Regions from separate parts of the Anas platyrhynchos genome. Here region 1 is linked to region 2. The links are chromatin contacts, called in public Hi-C maps. All regions are on one chromosome and are shown on one strand. The core of a region is the stretch at or near the end of the contact, and the rest is flanking DNA. Distances in the headings are between cores, read along the strand shown.

Evidence for each region. A called contact is a pair of places that touch in the nucleus more often than the background predicts.
Region 1: a Hi-C map of F1 follicle shows a contact between it and region 2, with 2.7 times the contacts expected there. The contact joins two enhancer-like sites. A contact is called at or near these places in 4 of 8 Hi-C or Micro-C datasets (F1 follicle, liver, skeletal muscle and 1 more).

Annotation. Positions count from the first base shown.
Region 1 is chr1:16,434,839-16,440,294 of IASCAAS_PekinDuck_T2T, forward strand. GRAMD4 (GRAM domain containing 4) reads left to right here. Exons shown (of 21, transcript XM_027458742.3): 5 at 3,913-3,974. Among named protein-coding and RNA genes, the nearest start is that of GRAMD4, 54 kb to the left of the region's middle. Within about 2 kb of position 3,128, at least 1 of the 8 cell types and tissues checked has an H3K27ac peak or open chromatin away from gene starts, as enhancers often do. A contact at or near this core is called in F1 follicle, where this site is marked.
Region 2 is chr1:16,358,104-16,363,452 of IASCAAS_PekinDuck_T2T, forward strand. No RefSeq gene overlaps it. Among named protein-coding and RNA genes, the nearest start is that of CELSR1, 15 kb to the left of the region's middle. Within about 2 kb of position 3,513, at least 4 of the 8 cell types and tissues checked have an H3K27ac peak or open chromatin away from gene starts, as enhancers often do. A contact at or near this core is called in F1 follicle, where this site is marked.

The sequences.
Region 1 (5,456 bases), core at 1,878-4,377, 76 kb after region 2:
CCGTGCCGCCCTGGGATTGCTAACATACTTGAATGCTGACAAACCCAGTTGGCTGAACTGTGTGTGTCTTTATTTTTAACTTAGCAGCCTGTCACCAAATCTGCTTGTGAAGTACCTCCTGTCAAGAGTGCTTTTTTTTTTTTTTTTTTTTTTTTTTTTTTTTTTACCTCTGGCCACAAACATTTAGATCTTGTACAGCTTTGGGCTGATGACATTTCTTCTGAAAGCCTGTCTTTTGTTTCTGACACTCCAAATGCAGGACAATAGCCATGTAAAGTGTGGGAATATCTGTGAGGACGACAAAAGCTTCTGATATGTTTGGTTTATTTTAATGGGAAGGAGATGAAAAATGTAAAAATACTTTAACTCAGTTTTGTGACAACTCCTCAGGTTAAGGAGCCATGTGTACCTGAGCGAGTTGTGTTTAAACTAGGTTGTGAAAATACCTCCTTCATGTTTTATTTTTACATTTCTGAGAGCGTGCTCGTCTTGCAAATGTGTATGCGTCCGTGTTACTCTGAGCAGTAACAGTTACACAGATAAAACAGACTTGACTGGCTTCCACAAAAGCTGTCTGAAGAATGATGATGGGTTGCTTGGGAGCTCAGTACTTGGAGCTGGTCTGTAGGAAAATTGCTCTGAACATGGCTGAGAACAGCTCGATAGCTGTTGTGCAATGGGCAAGGTCTTCATGTAACTGTTGGAGAGATTCTTTTGGTTCACATACTGTTCAGCTCACAGCTGTAGTCAAGGCTAAAGATGCACTAACCCAAAATATTTAGTGAAGATAAACGGCCAGCAGTTCAGTGTCAAGGCTGTCTTAACTTTTGGGTCATATTTGCACCTACAAAAATAACACTTGGGCATCGTTCTGGATGTTTCTGTGGGGCAGCATTGAGTTGTGAGCCTCATTGATGTGTACTTGTCATTTTTGAACGTTATACTTGTATCAGTCATGAATAGCTCTAACATTTTGAGCCAGCAGTGTGCCCTGGTGGCCAAGAAGGGATCCTGGCGTGCATTAAAAGGAGTGTGGCCAGCAGGTCAAGGAAGGTGATCCTCCCCCTCTGCTCTGCCCTGGTCAGGCCTCACCTGGAGTACTGTGTCCAGTTCTGGGCTCCCTGGTACAAAAGAGACAGGGATCTCCTGGAAAGAGTCCAGCGGAGGGCCACAAAGATGATACGGGGCCTGAAGCATCTCCCCTATGAGGAAAGGCTGAGAGACCTGGGTCTGTTCAGCCTTGAGAAGACTGAGAAGGGATCTCATCAATGTTTATAAACACCTTAAGTGTGGGAGACAGAGGGATTTGGCCAACCTCTTTTCAGTGGTTTGTGGGGACAGGACAAGGGGCAATGGCCACAAAATGGAGCCCAGGAAGTTCCACACCAACATGCGAAAAGAACTTCTTCATGGTGAGGGTGATGGAGCACTGGGACAGGCTGCCCAGGGGGTTGTGGAGTCTCCTTCTCTGGAGATATTCAAGGCCCATCTGGATGCCTACCTGGGCAGCCTGCTGTAGAGAACCTGCTTTGGCAGGGGGGGCTGGACCTGATGATCTCTGGAGGTCCCATCCAACCCTACAGTTCTGTGATCCTGTAATTCTGGGGATGGCTTGTGTTTTCTAGCCTCCTAACTGATCTCTGGCATGAAGAGTGGTTCAGAAACTATAGGAATGATAATTCCTACCCTCTGTCAAAGGTCTTCCAGTAGTGGCTGATTTGACCTGGTTTTAGGATTGTGCAAGCCTAAAGAATGAATTTGGAGCTTCCTGGCCCAGATCTGTCTGAGGTGGCTAATTATAACCTGATTCACAGGTGCAGTAATGAGCTATCATTAACCTGATGATTCGTAAAGGTCAGATTCTTCGTGGGGAAAGAGTAACAGGCAGATGGTGGGTAAGACATTGCCAAAAAAACAACCAAACAAACAAAAACCAACACCATGAGTGGCCAAGGCCAAACCTTCACGTGCCACTGAGGGAGCCCAGTCAGGCTGGTATTCATGACTGCTTTTGGCTGAGATTTTTCTTGATTTTTTTCCAAGAAACGTAGGGAGTAATGACGCTGAGCTGCTTCTGAAAATACACCCCAGCGTGTGAAAGGAAGGCCCAGCCTGGAGGCTCTGACGGGTGGTGGCTGTGGGATCCCATCTTGGCTCTGTCATCAGAGCCGTTCAGGTGTGACATCCCCTCAGCGTGCTTGCACAACGGGAGCAGGTCGAGTAACTGCCTCCTGCCTGTGAATGACTACATCCTCGCTGCCAAAACGTGTCTTTAATGAGAGACGGTGGCAGTGACAGATTGTGACTAAAAATGTCCCACCTGTATGGTGTAACCGTTTGATGTGCTGGAAGGAGTGTGATCCAGGAAGACAAGCCACTGCTGTATAGCAGTCTGTGCAAAGTTGGCGGCAGAGAAGCCCAAATGAAAGTTTAGTTAGAAAAAAATTAACTAATAGAATTCAGGTGGCTTTTGACAAGATTCAAGAGTTGCTGCAAATACAGGAGCAACGTGGAAAAATCTTGCAGAGGAGTTGAAAACAGGTGAAAAGCAGAAGCCATTGAAGTTGGCTACTCACCCTGATAGTTGTCCAATTATAGCTATAAATCAATAAATTATTTCTAAATGCTCCTTTTAGAAATAAACAGGAATGTGGAAAGTTCATTAAATATGGGGAGTGCTAAGGGAAGAAGGGAGGCAATTAGTCCTGTGGTTTTTCCATCTTACTCGTTCAGAGTGCATGAATTCAGAGTGGCCTTTTCCATACACAGAGAATACTGTGAGATCTTTTCCTCCTGTACTTCGTGGAGGGACAGAGAGATGCCTATAAATCCATTTACATATTCTGTAATCTGCCCAGTGCAGTGGGATCCCTCCTCCTGCTCTCCATTTGCTGACCTGCGTCCCACTTGGTTCCCTTCCTGAGGACTGAAAGATGAAGGGAATATTTGAAAGCACCTACATGGTCTGCTATATAAGTGATATTGAAATTATGCAACGAGCATGTTTTTAAGTTCAAGTAGTAAACTTTTCCATCATACAACTGCGTCAAGTAAAGCTTGCTGCAGCTGGTGTTGTCAAAGCTGCTGCTTCATTAGAGAAATCTTGCTGTAGCATATCTTCATGGATGGCTCAAGGCTTTTGGACTGATGCCTGAAGTGTTATCAAGCCACTTTAGCAGTTGGAGGCTATGGATACTGCAAATGTAATTTGAAGCCTTGCACATGTGCAGAATGGCCAAGGCATTCGTATTTTCCATGATCTGCTTACTTGTAATAAATGTGAGTATTGTTCTTAACCTGTTTGAAAGATGTGACCAGTGGTGCCTGGTTCTTGCCATGTATTTTTATCACATTGTTGTCTCTGATTTTCACACCGTTATTTAAATTCTGCATTTTAAAAAAGATATTTTCATCTTGGGTTGGTATCTTTGCACTTCAAGAGCTTACGACATAACATTTGAACATAATTCTTGACATCTGCTCTTCTCACTGTGAAGATGAGTGGAGTTGATTGCAATAACGGTGGCAGAATTCAGGGTTCATGAATTAAGCTGATTTTATTTTAGCTCTGTGGTTATCAACTTGCAATATGGAATCCCTTTTCATTTATTACTGTGGGAAAAGTCAGGGCTCTGAAGAGTTTTCCTGGCAGGCATTGCAATGAATCTATGATGCAAAACCAGAAGTAACGCAAGAAAATTGATACTAAAATATTCAGTAGCTGGAAGATCAGGCTGAGCTGTTGGTGACACAAAATGGCTAAAACGCACTTTGCCTTACACAATGGTCTTTCTCTGGATCCTAAGTGCAGTGTACAGTGAACATTTTGAATCCTGAAATAGGGCATACACTTGGTTTTCTCTTAAAATTCTGAACTTGTAGCATTTCACATTGTTTCTGTTTTCTTTGTAGAGCTGAAGAGGTGCCTGCAACACAGCAAGCTGCAAAGCCACAGACACAAGCCAATGGAACAGGTAATCTTGGTCAAATCTGTACGAGCAGTTTGATGCAGTCAGATCTTTTTTTTTCACCTCTTTCTTTTGAAGCTGTTCCAGAAAATCAAACGTTGCGGAAGAACTTGCTGGGTCCTGAAGGAGACTTCTGAAGAAGCCAAGTATGAAGGAGCATTTGAGCAGTTTCTTACCTCTGTATATGATTCTGCTTTTACTCTTTGTTGATGATTTTGTATGTCTGAGCAAGGAAACTATTTTATACTACAAGCCCTTCAGGAATGTAATGAACTGTTGTTGTCTGACTTTATTATTCTTGCACACCTAGCTGATCCTCAACTAATCAGAACACAGCTGTAATATATAGGAAAGATGTCCTGTTTCATTCTCAACTGCAAAATCTCTTTTATGCCATTAATGGTAGTACTTCTCTTTCCTAAAAGAAAGGACATTCTGTAGAGGGAATAAGCTTAAGTGAATTACTAATTTCATTTTAATTTCTCAAGCAGCTGCTCATTATAAATAGAATAATATCTGAAAAAAACTAAGGTAACAGGCAGGTTCTCAATCTTTCAGAGCACTTGAGTTTTCTTCCCACACCTCTTGATTAAGAGTACTGTGAGAAATCTCTCAATAATTTTCTCAGACGGGGTCTTCTGTGAAGCTAATTTATTTGCAGTTGCAATGGCAGCTGTCCTGCAAGCAGGAGCACACAGCAAAAGTATATCATAACCTTATATTCCCTATTACCTGACGCCCAATTCCTCACCTTTTTCCTTATTGGTTGAGTACTACAGGTTCACAACCTACTTGATGCTTTTACAATACCACATACGTACAATTTTATTTGATGAATCTTTCATTTCTCCTTTCCCCGCCTTTTTTTCCTTCTCTTGTGACTAGAGGGCCTGTTATTCTTGTTTTTACTGTTTTCACGCTGCTCATCATGTTATTCTTAGCCACCCTCCCTATTTTGGAACAGTGGGATCTTCCACTGTCCCCTTAGACTTTTAAGTCTCTGGATTGAATGAAGGGTTTGAAATTGTTCCTCCTGTACTTCTGTAATGTCAGTTCTGTCTTTCTTTGTGAACTACAGCTTGTCATTTTTACCTGTCATGCTGTATGCTCAAAATTTTGTTCTCTGTACTACCTCAAGTATTATTAGCATTTTATTTCACATGTAAGCTTTTTCTCAGCTGTGAACTGGCATTGAAGTCCTTGGTTTTCTTAGTTCACTGTCACACATTAATACATATTTTAATCCTGTTTTCTGAGGCCTGGTTGTTTTTTCTTATGCTTTTATATGCTTTTTCTTACCCTTTCTGTATACCTAGAAAGGGTAGTTTTGGCAGCCGTAGTTGGCTGATCAGTCTTTCATGCCTCTGATTAATCACATGTTAATTTTATGGAGTTCTGTACTAAGAGAGGTCCTGGAATAGTTGTGACCCATCTCTGTACACTGCTTCACTGACCTTCCTTTCCAAAGAACAGTCTGTCTGTTGCCGC
Region 2 (5,349 bases), core at 2,263-4,762:
TGGTCATGGTCTTTCAAGGGGTTTGCAGGGGCTGCTTATAAGGAGGAGAAACGTTTTTAAAAGCCTAAATTGTTTGACTACCGAGGACAAAATTTAGACAAATCTCTGTGCATATACTCTATGCAGGAACAGCACCAATCCTGACTTTCAAAGTCTTAAATCTATTCTTGATTTAATGTATCACCTGTAACTATTATTATTTGCATTGCAGCTGCCCAACAGAGCCCTTGGTGTGGATGAGGACCCCAGTACTCTGCAGGCTCTGCTATGAACTCAACCAGACTGTCCATAGTCCATGTCTGTCTTGGAAAGAGCAGGGTGGTAGATGTTCGGCTAGTAGCTCTCCCCAAAGACTCTTCCCCTCCCAAAAGCAAGCAAAACAAAACCAAAAACCTTTGAATGTACTTCTGTGTAGAGGTGGTTGGAAGCCTTGAAAGTCTACTAAAACTGCAGCCGAAGTACATCGGCATTTCAATTTACTGAAACTGGTGGATATTTAAATTTGTTTCAGATGTCACAGGAGTTTGAACTTAGAAGAACTGTATGGAGAAGAGTGAAGCAATATGCCTGCTGGTCTCCTGAAATATATCTGAGGACTAGAATCTGATGTATGCAGACTGATTTCCCTGCCTCCCTTCACAGCTCTGCTGAGGCTCGGAGGAAGCCACTCGGGCGGCTGCTGATGCTGAGGGAGGTTTGGGATGTCTGCCCCCAGCAGGTTTTTGCTTTCAGCTGCTGCCCTGGTGCCCAGGGAGGACAAATTTGCCTGCTCTTAGCACAAGTGTGTGCAGAACTTTGATGGTCATGGAGGAGATGGGGAGTTACTGTAAAGTATTCACCTCACCTGATTTATTTACTGTTTTTCAAACTACAGTGGGATAGGTTTTGGCTGTAAGTGCCATGAAACCTGAAAAGGAGGGTCGAAACTTCTTTTTATTTATTTACTTTTGCCTGATTGCTAAATGGGGAAAAGCCAGAGAAGAGCTCTGAGAGCCAGCAGTGAGTCAGCAATGCCAGTAGGGTGTGTTGGGAAGATTGGGTTTCAGCTCCTTGCCCTTCCCAGCCTGTCTCCAAAGAGCAGCCTTCTGTAGTCTTAGTTGTGATTGAATATTTAACTGTGTGAAAATGGTAGCCTGCACCTATCATATCCCCGTGATGAGGACACTGCTTCAGACCTAGGATAGTGGTGCAGGCCAAGGCTTGGGTGAAGATCTGGGGCCCAGCAGCCATGTGAATGGAGCAGTTCCTGACCTTTCTTGTAATGAAAACATGATGGGCAGAAGGACAGGGTGTTATTCTGCAGCTCCAAGCATGGCTTTACCTTCTCCTGGTGGAGTTTCACAGCAGACAGCAGCTACAGCCCCCTTCCCTCCTCTCTGCCTGACTTCTGAGTGACTCACCCAAGCCCCACAGCATCCCAAAATGCTTCAGTGACCAGAAATACCAAATTACTTCCCTGCTTCATCTGAGCCATGAGGCATTCACCTTCTAAAAGGCAAACGAACATGAATGACGGTGATGTCTTAAGTGTGCCCAGCTTCCTTGCCAGTACATAGAAATAAAGTGCGTGCTCTCACATTACAAGGCTGTGAAGTCCAGCCCCAAAATTCAGCGTGGATTTCACCTGTGTCAGCTTCTGTTTGCTCCAAGAGCAGGTGGTGTTGAAGCTGTCAGAGTGACAGGGGAGGAAAGCTGGAGCAACCTGGGCTGTCCTCCCTTTAGTGTCAGGAGGCCTGATGAAGACCTAAAATAACCCCCCACCTGCCTGTATCTCTGCACGGGTTTGTCAGCATCAAGGCGTTTTTAAGACATCTGCAAAGGGGAGAAATGGAGCTCCCACCTTCAAGGTGACTGTGCTGAGTGAAACCAGCACCTGCCCTGCAGCTGGATAAAATCTGTCCTGCCTGGAAACATTTCATGCTCTACTTCATTTCCCCCCCTCAGGTGGCTTTGCCTTGCTCATGGTGGGATTTAGAAATGAGTGCTGTGTTTTCCTTTTTGCAAGAAGGCTTCCTGCAGGGAAGCAAGGCACTCCTGTGTGGTATGCAAGTGATGAAGAGCAGAGCCGTGGGCATTGTCTTCTCCAGAGGCTCTCCGCTGCCAGGAGACTGCACCTGGGGTGTAGTTTACTTCGTCCCAGTGAAGGTCAGCAGGCTTACACCACCAAAATTCCTCCTTACCCCATGGCCCATACAGGCAAAGTGGAGTAAAGCCAAGTGAAGTGTCTCCAGAGGAGCTGGGTTTCTGCAGCTGCCAGCGTGTGTCAGGGCTGCAGCCTCCTCTGTTACGGGGCCAGGATGAGTACCTGTGCTTTGAGGGGCTTTGAGACAGATAAAAATCTCGTTGCTTGAAGTTAAATCTGCTTCTGGGGGCAAACAGATTGTTAGGGAAGAAATGGTTGAAGCCACCTGCAGTGGGGAGCAGAAGTAAATGAGAAGGTTAAGGGACACATTGCGGGAAAGATTTTGAACCTGAAACCCAGCACTTGGCTGGAAAAGCTGGAAAGATGTGGGGGACAAGGTAGGACATAAGCAGATGTTGTCAGATGTGGTTTTATGCTGACAAAGCAGGCTGCAACCAGGGGTGCCATGTGCATGTCTACCAAGCAGTGGAGACTTGCTTCCTGCTAGCTGGATCCTGCTGCTGTTGCAGGATCATATAGGAACATAACATATATGAACAGAGGTCATAGACAACACTCTGCAGAGCCAGTTTTGCTTAGAAAACTGCTGTCTTCTGTGCAGAGCAGAGCAGCTATCGTGCATAAATCCTGACTGTGCACATCACCCACAAATGGCCGCACATGGTGGTGCCACAGCAGCCTCGCACCACAAGCCCCGTGCTCGTGCTGCACCTCACCGACAGGGCACCACCGGGACTGCTGAAGAAGGAACAGATTGCAAAGTGTCTGTAAGCAGGCCAGATCTGTGGAGCCAGGGACAGGCATTTGTCTTCTGGGTCCCTGGTGTCCAGCAGTGTCCCGCAGAGCCCTCCTGAGCGCTTCTCCTTGCTCTTCTGCCAGCCTGTCCTTGCACTTGTGGGTGAGCGCTCTGGCACAGAAACTGTTTTCTTTGCTGTAGAGACCTGCTCTCGTTTGAATTATTTTAGCACCGCAGAAATAAAAATAAAATAATTGGGATGGGTGACATTCTTCTCGGTTTTATTTCATCACCGACACAAGTTGGCTGCATTTCAACGATCTGATTTATACTGAATAGCTCCCTGCTGTACCCACAGCTTATCTTTATCTGCAAGAATGAAAATAACCGTCAGCAGCAGGCTTAGGGCAGCTCGTGTAGCAGCTGCTGGAAGTAGCTCTCTGTGTGTGTTGTCCTTCAGGGTCAGGGCTTTGGATCGGATTCCAGGTGAGGGTATTTGCTGTGCCCAAGGCTTTTTTCTCTGTGGGTGCCCTAGTGACTCAGCTCGTCAGCATGGCCTGGGCACTGTCTCAGTTCAGGGTCCAAAGCCCAGATGAGATCGCAGCCATTTCTGCGAGGACCAGGTACTGCCATCTTTGGTTTTGTGACTCATCACCTCGTGGGGGATGCTTAGCTGGCTGACTTGAAGGAGAGATCAGAGTCTAGGCAGATGAAAAATGATTTTTTCCATCTTGCTAAAAATAAGTTGGATTCTTAGTGAAATCCCACTTAATTATAACCCAAGGAGCTAAGCAGGATCTTACACCAGAGCTTCCTGAGTACAGCTGCTGGGCCTCTAACAAAGAACACAGGGTATAACGCAGTATGGCGTGGATAACACTGCACATCCACATCTTAAATCTCAGTTGGGAGTGCTCGGTCACAGAGCTAGGAAGGTGCTAGTAAAGAATAAAAGTGGTCCTGCACAGTGAAACACAACCTGACACGTCCTGTGCCATGAAATCCCACAAGTGATCAGGGATGTCAGCTCAGCCACATGTCTTCTGATAAATCTTTCATAATTCCCTGGCAAACCTCATACCTTGCTGACTCTAGGGGGCTGGGAGGACTGTCTGATATTGCAGCTACCTCTCCTGGGTCAGTCCTCATCTGACAAGTGCAGGAACGCCACATAACCGGGATGTGGAATGGACGCTGTTCTCGGTGTTAAGGTAGCACCAAGGGATTCCCTTTTAAACTGCCTGCAGGGACGGGCAAAAGACCTTCTGTAAAGGTTAATAATAACAACAACAACAGATGCTGCTATTACTAGCGCTTGGATCTTCAGACCTAGCTAAGGACAGGTCTGCTGTCTTGAATCCGGAATGAGAAGTGGGGTTTGGATTTCCACCGGTGTGCAGGCACTTAGCTGTGCTAGAGATGTGTGTGAGATTGAAGTGACACCTCATTTCCAAGGAGTCCTCCTCCTCTCCCAGACTGACCCCTTGTATAAAAATATTAGAAGGGACATGGAAGTCCTCCTGATGCTGAGCCTGGAGGTGAAGGCAACCACAGGGAAATGGACTTCTGCTCCAGGTCACTTGTACCTTTTTCATTAAGCATATAAGGGAAACAGTATTTAGGTATTGATCTGCTGTTTCTTACTTTGGAAATGCTTCTTCTTTCATATATTTTCCCTATTTTTTTTTCCAAACAGTGTCACAACATCAGCAGGAAGGGTAGCTTGGGAGCTTGGGATACCCTGACCTGGGGTCAGGAAGTGGATGGCTATAGTCAGCAGTTCGTGTGCTCCTCCTAATCACTGGTGGTTTTGTTTCAAGCCTCCTTTCTCTCTCCTGTAAACAGAGGAAGGAAAGAAATCAGGGTTTTTGTTTTCTGAGCTATAGGACTAGGAGAACAGGGGCTCAGTCCTCTTGCTTTTCCTAAAACAACTTGCCAGAGACACCACAGGCATATATATCAGTCCAGCGTTGTTCAGCCCTGCATAGGCACGGAAGCTTTGGCATACTTGTGCCTGGAAGCAAAGCTGTAGGTACTTTTGTTGACCAGATTTTTTCAGGTCATCTCCAGATGACCCCAGTGTTGCCCCCTCAGGCCTTGGCAGGCGTGTGGCTGGGTGTCAAAGTTGGCCACAGCCAGAATGGGTCCTGGGATCCTGAGGAAAATGTGACAAATGTGATCCAAAAGGTAAATTGCAAAATAAAATAAAATTAAATTAACAAAATTGAGTATTGCTTTCTGAACAGTCCAAACTAATTATTCATTTGTGTGATGGGGGCAGGTATGGCATGAATTTCTGTTCAGCCTCTACCTGGTGTAGGATCCCGGCCAGGTGTGGGGAAGCTGCAGGGGATCCTGAGGATGCTGCAAACCACTCTGTGGCTGATGGGGTGGGATAGGATCTCCTCCTGCTGCTCCCTTGCAACTAGTTAACTCTGCCATAAAGCAGAGAGCTCCCCTTGCTTACAAA